Regions from separate parts of the Rattus norvegicus genome. Here region 2 is linked to region 1. The links are chromatin contacts, called in public Hi-C maps. All regions are on one chromosome and are shown on one strand. The core of a region is the stretch at or near the end of the contact, and the rest is flanking DNA. Distances in the headings are between cores, read along the strand shown.

What was found. A called contact is a pair of places that touch in the nucleus more often than the background predicts.
Region 2: a Hi-C map of the Rat2 cell line shows a contact between it and region 1, with 5 times the contacts expected there. The contact joins the promoter of 2810025M15Rikl here to the enhancer-like site in region 1. A contact is called at or near these places in 7 of 12 Hi-C or Micro-C datasets (the A7r5 cell line, the Rat2 cell line, Schwann cells and 4 more) and 1 of 1 datasets of contacts at active chromatin or transcription factors (oligodendrocytes).

The regions. Positions count from the first base shown.
Region 1 is chr13:71,975,464-71,979,366 of GRCr8, reverse strand. Rasal2 (RAS protein activator like 2) reads left to right here. Exons shown (of 18, transcript NM_001401195.1): 2 at 3,612-3,739. It overlaps LOC134481517 (a long non-coding RNA gene), which reads right to left. Exons shown (of 2, transcript XR_010057077.1): 2 at 2,022-2,191. Among named protein-coding and RNA genes, the nearest start is that of Rasal2, 130 kb to the left of the region's middle. Within about 2 kb of position 1,821, at least 3 of the 93 cell types and tissues checked have an H3K27ac peak or open chromatin away from gene starts, as enhancers often do.
Region 2 is chr13:72,100,474-72,104,566 of GRCr8, reverse strand. It overlaps 2810025M15Rikl (RIKEN cDNA 2810025M15 gene like), which reads right to left and starts at 1,520. Exons shown (of 3, transcript NR_027983.1): 1 at 1,316-1,520; 2 at 681-732. Rasal2 (RAS protein activator like 2) reads left to right here and starts at 1,844. Exons shown (of 18, transcript NM_001401195.1): 1 at 1,844-2,706. The coding sequence starts at 2,505.

The DNA of each region.
Region 1 (3,903 bases), core at 572-3,071:
GCCACCATGTAGTTGCTGGGATTTGAACTCAGGGCCTCTGGAAGAGCAGTCAGTGCTCTTAACCACTGAGCCATCTCTCCAGCCCTAAAAAATTTTTAAATGATTTATTATTTATTATGTATACAGTGTTCTGCCTGCGTGAACAAAAGAGGGCCTAGATCTCATTATAGTTGGTTATGAGCCACCCGGTAGTTGCTGAGAATTGAAGTCAGGACTTCTGGAAGAGCAGCCAGTGCTATTAACCTCTGAGCCATCTCTCCAACCCTAAACATTTAGCTATTTTTATTTTTTTACTTATTCATTTTACATTCTGCTTACTGCCCTTCTCCCAGTCATCCTCTCCCATAGTCCTTCTCCTATGCCAGAACCCCTTCTCTTCTGAGTGGGTGAGGGCCTCTGTATATCCCTCAACCCTGGCCATGAAGTCTCTGTGAGGCTTCCTCTCCCACTATAGAACAGTTATATTCAATGTATCCATATGAAAAGTTTGTTACTGTGGTTTGAGATTCTACATTGTACTGACTCCTCCTACTTACTTATCCTAAAATTCTTTATTAGTTTTTGGTATTATATTGAAGAATGCCCATAGTTATTTTAAAACACTATTAAAGTACTACTATAGTTTCAAACCTTCATATCTAAGTCCCGATTTTCTTTCATATAGCAACCAAAATAACAAATAATAAATGAACTAGTCTGTCTTTTATTCAGCCAGTCCTTGAGGACATTTGAAAATAATATTAAAAAAGTGCTGTTCTTTTAGATTTTTATTAAAAATGGTTGTTTCATTAAAATGCATTTTAATATCAGTATGTGGTAGATTTTAATTTCTAATATAATACATGTTGACATAACCTATATAAATATGTTCTCAGTAGTTTTTCAGTCTCACGAGATCTAAATATAAAAATTTGATAATATTTATGGCTACAATGTCCAGTCTTAAAGTGCTTTCTGTAGAAGTTTACTTTGGATTCTTCTTAATGTTTCTAAAATTATTTAATTTTTGAAATGAGGCCAGCATGTAATGTCCTTGGTATTCTCAAAGGAATGGGACACAGCAAATCTAAAATTGTTTCTAATTTTGCTATTAAGAATCTTCTTTGTGACTCTGTTATGCTTTTCTCTAGTGAATTTTAGGTACTAAAAATAATTGGAAGTCAGAATTAGAACTAAGTCACTAGAGTCAGAAATGAAGATTGGTGATAACTGTTAAGGTGAAGTAGGGCAGCGATCTGAGCATGCTCTGTTCTTACAATTCTCTATGCACAACATGATAGACTGAGTCAAATCCACAGCCGTCTAAATACATCAGGGATTGTTGTTTTGTTAAAGCATCTTAAATCTTAATCCAGTTATACTCAACAAAAACAATCACTTATTTCTCTGTCTTCTTCCATAGAATAAATAAAGCTACCAAAAACTTGTGGAAATTGCTATAACAATGAACAATATTGGCCTCTGGAATGACTCATCAATCTGTCATTATAGATACAGTTTTTAAAATACTTCCTGGTCATCCTGAAATTAGCAATGAACTAAAACGATTCTAGGAAAATGCTTTATTGTTGACTCATTTCTCAGCACCGTGGAGAAACTAGAAGAAAGTTCAGGGTTCACAGACGAAGAACATTGAGAGACTTAAGAAAAGTACTCAGGATCACACAGATAATTCAAGTTTTCTCAAGTTTAGTACTGATACACATTTATCTTTAGCAGGAAACATGGGCTTTGTCATAAATACAGAGCCTCAAATTCTAATTTTTAAGGGTCTGTCAACTCCATCTTTAGTGTAAGTCCTAAATTACAGTGGACAGTTTGGACTGGACTTGGCTAAGTTGTGTAACTCAGTCATTATCACCTGAGTAAAACTTGTGTGGGTTACCGTGTTTCTCCACTTATGTTTTTCTACTATTTCTCTGTGGAATTAAGCCTACATTGCAATAAAATATAACTCATTTGTCTAAATCATATGACTGCAGTCAGTTTTGACAAACAAAACTTTTGACTATAGATAAGAATATTATAAACATGTTCAAAGGTTAAGAATTTATTTATACGCCTTGTGGTGGTAGCACACACCTGTCATCCCAGCATTTGGTAGGCAGAGGCGGTGAATCTCTGAGTTTGAGGACATCCTATTCTATAAAGCGATTTTCAAGACGGCCGAGGCTATCCAGAGAAACCTTGACTTGGAGAAAGGAAGAAAAGGAGAGAGAGAGAGAGAATAGGGGACAGTGGATTTAAAGGTTTTCATAATAATTTTGAAAAACTTTAGGATAATTTAAGATGCAGTTCTAAATTAAGTAAAGATGCTTAGAATACAAAGGGAAAGTTATTGGTATAGAGTCAAGATTCTGTAGTGCCACATGGAGCTATTAAATACTTTATAGAACAGATAGAAACAGAAAAAGTACAGGAGGCTGAGGCAATAGGTGCCTGTGAGTCAGCACCAAGTCTAGCAAACTCTTAGCTTACTGGCTCTTAGACCTTAAACTCTTTTTGGAGGGAATTGGTGAGTTCCCTAAAATAAGACGTATTTAAGTAGATTCATAGAGGCTAAGGATTTAAGCCAGAAAAAAAAAAAAATGAAGGTAATGTTGACCACTTAGAGGATCCGAGAGGGACATGTGACTTATGTGCTCCAATCAGAGTTGTAGCTTCTGCATATATCTGCCTGTGACTCTGCATATTTGGACAATTACAACCTGAGACGGTTAGAAACTACTTCCATTTATTGAAGTCAAAGCCAGTTATAGCTTGTGGGTGTTTGCTTCCCGTCACAGTTTGGATTGCTCTTGTAGCACATTTAATGGTAGTAAGGTACTTGAAGTAATTGCTTTAGTGTATTTATAAAGGAAGTAGTCCTTTGTGGCTAGATGACTTTTAATACATCTAAGGAACTAACATAAAAGTTATATTTAATCATCTAATATGTAGTTATAAGGTGTGTTTGTCATTTCATACTAAGCCATTTTAAAGGAGCAAAGGATAATAGTATGGTTTGGGACTTGGGAATTGTTAGCACATATTACTTTAATGTTAGGCACCCTCACTTCCAAGAGACATCTTTAGATCTTTCCTTGAGGAAATACGTTTTGTATGTTTTAAGATCTTAGTGGCCTCTAGTGGTAATGTGATGCTATAGTTTTAGTTCCAATTCCTATGACTATAAATCCATTTTGTAGATGTAGTCACTCAGCTCCTAACCTTGCTGATTCAATTCTTGATTAATTGTATTCTCAAATCCTCGTCATCCCTAGACTAGAAATCTTTGTTCCTTCTTCTTTTCTCTGCTTTTCCCGCTCCTACATTTTTAGTAATATCGGTTTAGTTCTGAAACAGCCTCCCATTGTCTCAGTGTAAACTGTGTTGGTTGCTTTATTAAGTTTATGGTAAGTTTTCATCTTAGAATGTTTGAGCTTCTCTGCAAATTGTAGGACCAAGTCTTTGTTTCCCCATTATAACAGTTTTAAAGTAATTTCAGTTCATTGAGATTCTTGTTTAGAATCACTTCTATTAATTCACCATATGAGAATCTTGTATTTCAAATATTGGTGTACTAGGCATGAGAGTGGTCCATTAATTGGTGTTTCTATTTTGCTACACAGATGTAAAAGGCCCACCAACCCACCGTCTGTCTTGTGGTCAGTCACCCTACACTGAGACAACATCATGGGAGAGGAAATACTGCATCCTCACAGACAGCCAGTTGGTGTTGCTCAACAAGGAGAAGGAGGTGAGATACAACGCTACTACTCATTTCTAAGCACATTTCTGAAATTACCTGCCTTTTAGTTGTATTTTGATAAAGTTGCATTGTAAAATATAGACTCTAGCAACTGTAAGCTGTAGTCTAAGTGGGTGCTATTGTCATAATGATATGTTGCTGCAATGAAATAG
Region 2 (4,093 bases), core at 271-2,770, 130 kb before region 1:
CCCTGCGTTTTATATACCATTCCTAATGCTGCTTTGGGGATAATAGCGTGGGTAAATACATTCCATATATAGGAGTAGATACTTCGATTTGTATGTCTGATGTCCACAGGCACTCACTCTTTGAGACAGCAACAATAATTCAATACAAATGAAAATACTATACCAAGGGTTTTCTCTCACTTCTTCCTTCCCTCTACTGCAAAAGAGCAATGTCCCTTCAAAGGCCTTTACAAATTGGAGTTGAGTTGGGTGTAGTGTCAGACACCTTTAATCCCTTGGGAGGCAGAGGCAGGCCAATCTCTTAGAGTTCGGAGCCAGCCTGGTCTACAAAACAAGGTCCAGGACAGCCAGAGCTGGTACACAGAGGAACCCTGTCTTGAAACTAAACCAAAGGAAGGAAGGAAGAAAGGAAGGAAGGAACGAAGGAAAGAAGGAAGGAAGGAGAAAGAAAACACTAGATTTGCTTAGGGCTGGGTCCTGTAACCTCTAGCTTCAACACCTCTCATTTACTAAAATTGGACAGCTGATCATGCAGTCAGATAACAAACAAGTGGGCTTCTACATACTGAGAAGGATTACTCCACTACACTGCCAAGCAACGGATTAACAAATCTAATCACAGAGTTCTTGAAGGATCAAAGTTGAAGAAATCAGTGTCACTGAGTGCTTGTAAGATGTACCTGGTGCACCGGTGGCTGCTTTGTCAGGTAACCTGGACTGTCCTGTTTGCACCTGTTAAACAAGAGGAAGGGTGAGAGGAGCTTTTAAGGTCACTACTTGTTTTAAAATGCTATTACTCCATGTAAAATTTGGGAGAAAATTATAAAATGCACGCTCTAGTAGGTGGGCACAAAGCACAAAAACACATGAGAATGCCCAAAACCTAGAAAATTAGATTGACCTCCTATAGAAGTTCAAAGTAGAGAGAAATGAGGGCTGGGGTGTGTTGGGACACAAAACAAAAACCCTCCCCCAAAAGATTTTTTTAGCATCTTCTCATTGTGTAAAACTTCTGTTTGGTTTGAAATAATCATGTTCATAAATTGTTGAAAAATCTACTATTTGTCAACACAATTTAAACTGGTAAATTTCTATCCGAAATTATTACTAATATTTTTGCCTGCAATCTCTGAAACTGGATTGGTGAATCCCGCTTTGGGTGGGCACAAAATGAAGCCAACGTTAAGGAGGAAGACAGTTTAAAAATAGACCAAAAATAAAACACAAGTGACATTGTTAGAGGAAAAGAGAAGCCAACAGATTGCACAAAGATCAAAGGCAAAAAAAAAGAGAGAAGCTTGTTTAGTTCATGTACTTGCGGGGCTCGTCCATCCATCCACACCACACATCGTAGCCATGCTATTCTAAACTGATGATAAATCCAGTTCCAGGGCGGACAGGGCGCAGAGCCGGGATCTCGCACTGATCTCAGAATCCAAGACCGGGGGCCAGATCTCCCTTCTGGAAGAACGATGGCGTTTCCTCCAAGGTGACTGTTAGATAAAGCAGCGTCTTCATGCTCTTCGTTCAAGAAAGAAGCATTGGTCCAGAAATCAACAGGGAAGGGGCTAAGAAGAAAGGGAAGCGCCTTTCCCATCTTTTTAAATTTCCCGCACCCCCTTTTCTCTCCGCCTCCCCACACCGTCTCAGCTTCCACCAGCAGCTCGAAGATCCCGCACCGAGAGGCGGTCCGAGCCGGACAGTCTTAGGAAAGTAGGCGGGCCTGGCCCGATGAGTATTTCGGTGCCCGATTTTTGCTGTCTTCGGCGGCAGTTCCTCCTCCGCTCGGTTACTGGATTGCACACGCGGCCGTGCTCTCGGCTCTCGATTGCTCCGGCCTATCACCCTGGGATGCCGCCTGCCGCCGCCGCCAGCGCCGCGGCTGCCGGGCTTGTGGGTTTCTCAGAGGAGCGCGAGCCGGAGCCCGAGCAGCGGCCGGAGAGGCGGCCTGAGAGTTAGCGGGCCGGTCTGCGCGTTCCGCAGGAGCAAGCCCACGCCAGGCGGAAAGAAGCCGGGCCGGGCCGGGCGCGCCCCTCAGGCTGAGGGAGCCGGCGCTTTGAGCCCCTGAGGCGACGGCGGCGGGAGCCGGTCAGAGGGGGCGGCCCCTGGTGGCGACGCCCCCGAGCCCAGCCCTGCCTGGCCGCGCTCCATCCTCAGCCGGAGCCCGGGCCGCCTGCGAACGCGCCCGCGGGGGCTGAGCAGGGCTGCGTGGGGGCGGGAGGTGAGCCCGCGCTCCCCGGTGCACAGCGTCCGCTCCGGACCAGCACCTGAGCCCGGACCCGCCTCCGCTCCAGACCACGCTGGACCCGCCTCCCGGTCCGGGTCCCACCCTCCGCTTGCAGGTGGGCTGCGGCGCCCGGCCCTTGGGCAGTGGGCGGCGGGGAAGGAGGTGAGCGGCGTCCGCGCCGGCTGCCGTTCGGGTGCTGGTGGCCGCGCCGTCGTCCCTTTCCCGCAGCCGGGGAGCCCGCCCTGCCGCCGCCGCCGCCTGCTCCCTCTGGGACACCATGGAGCTTTCCCCGTCGTCCGGAGGAGCCGCGGAGGCGCTGTCGTGGCCGGAGATGTTCTCGGGGCTGGAGTCCGACTCGCCGCTGCCCCCGGAGGATCTGGACGCGGTCGTCCCAGTCAGCGGAGCAGTGGCCGGTGGCATGCTGGATCGGATCCTTCTGGAGTCAGTGTGCCAGCAGCAGAGCTGGGTCCGGGTGTTCGGTAAGGATCACAAGTCGTCTGCCTGCCTCAGAGGCTGGCGTTTCTTATCTTTTCCTTAGGCTCTGATGCATTCCGAGTCCCCATCTATCCTAGGTCAGCTGCCCACATCCCTTTTTGTTGCAGGAAATGCTTTTTGACAAGTTTATCCAACATAGCGCCTGGTTATGTGACTCAGTGAGGTCTTTGGACCTCTTTAGATATCCACAGTAAGTTTATAGAGTTGAGCTATCCGGACGTAATTCTTAGGTGATTAATTAAAGACACTTGCTGCAGAGTCTTCAGGAAGGTTGGATGGAACAAGGCACAAAACCAAGTGAATGGGATTTCATTTCCTTCCTGTTGTGTGAAGCCAGTGCTGAGAGGAAGATAGGGAAGGCTTAGTAGAAGATGAGCTAATGAATGAAAAACAAAACAAAACAAAAAAATCGAGGGGGGTGGGGGGTGGGGGAGATGGGAAGAGACCCAGCCCTAGTCCTAGCCCTTGCACCAGCCCCAATTAAAGTGTTTGGAAGCAGTAGATTTACCTACAGCTTTTCCTTGAACCTTACTCTCCACTTGTCCTGAGTGTGTAGATTGTTTCAGATTGCACTATTGTTTCTGGTTTTCATTGTGAAGCTACCCGGTTGCCACTCAGCAGGTTTAAAGTGATGAACACACTAAAAACCTTTCCCTTTCTGTGTTCCCCGGTAACCATCTTTTAAATTAAAACCGAATGATGAGTTTCTATTAAGGAAAGGCTGTGGAAACATTGAACATGGTGGGTTCATGGTTTAGCTGTGGCTTTCCAAAATATCAAAATATCTGAATGTTTATCACTTAGCCCACATGACCATAAACGACATAAAGTGTAAGATGACCAGTTTGAAGCATCTGGGACAAACAGTGTTGAGATGGCTGCCCTGCAGTCGTGTGCATCTAACCCTGCTGGTGATTGGCGTATTATGTTTCTGCTTTCATACTCCAAGGAGAGATCGTGCTTTATAACTCAAGACCACCCTTTTCATGGTCTGTAAGTTGTCTTTTGGACAGTTCAGTTGACTTCAGGTCTTTAGGCCCGTCTCGGAGAGAAAGATCTCAGACATTTGAGTTCTTGCCTTAGTTCTGTCACTAAATTATTAAACAATTTAGGGCAGATAAGACCACCTTTTTGCCTCAGATTACTGATCTGTAAGATGAGTGGACTGGATTAAATAATCTGTAAGGGTGTTTTCAGTCATAAAAATCAGCCCCTTTTCTTATGGCTAGTTCTTAGAAATGTATGTATTTTGCTGGTATTTCTAAGTGGTCGTGTGTCGTCCGTCGTCGTTCCCCCCCCCCCCCCCCCCCCCCCCCCCCGCTAAATGGAACTGGTGCAGAGTTGCTGAATTCATTCTCAGCAGGTTGGATT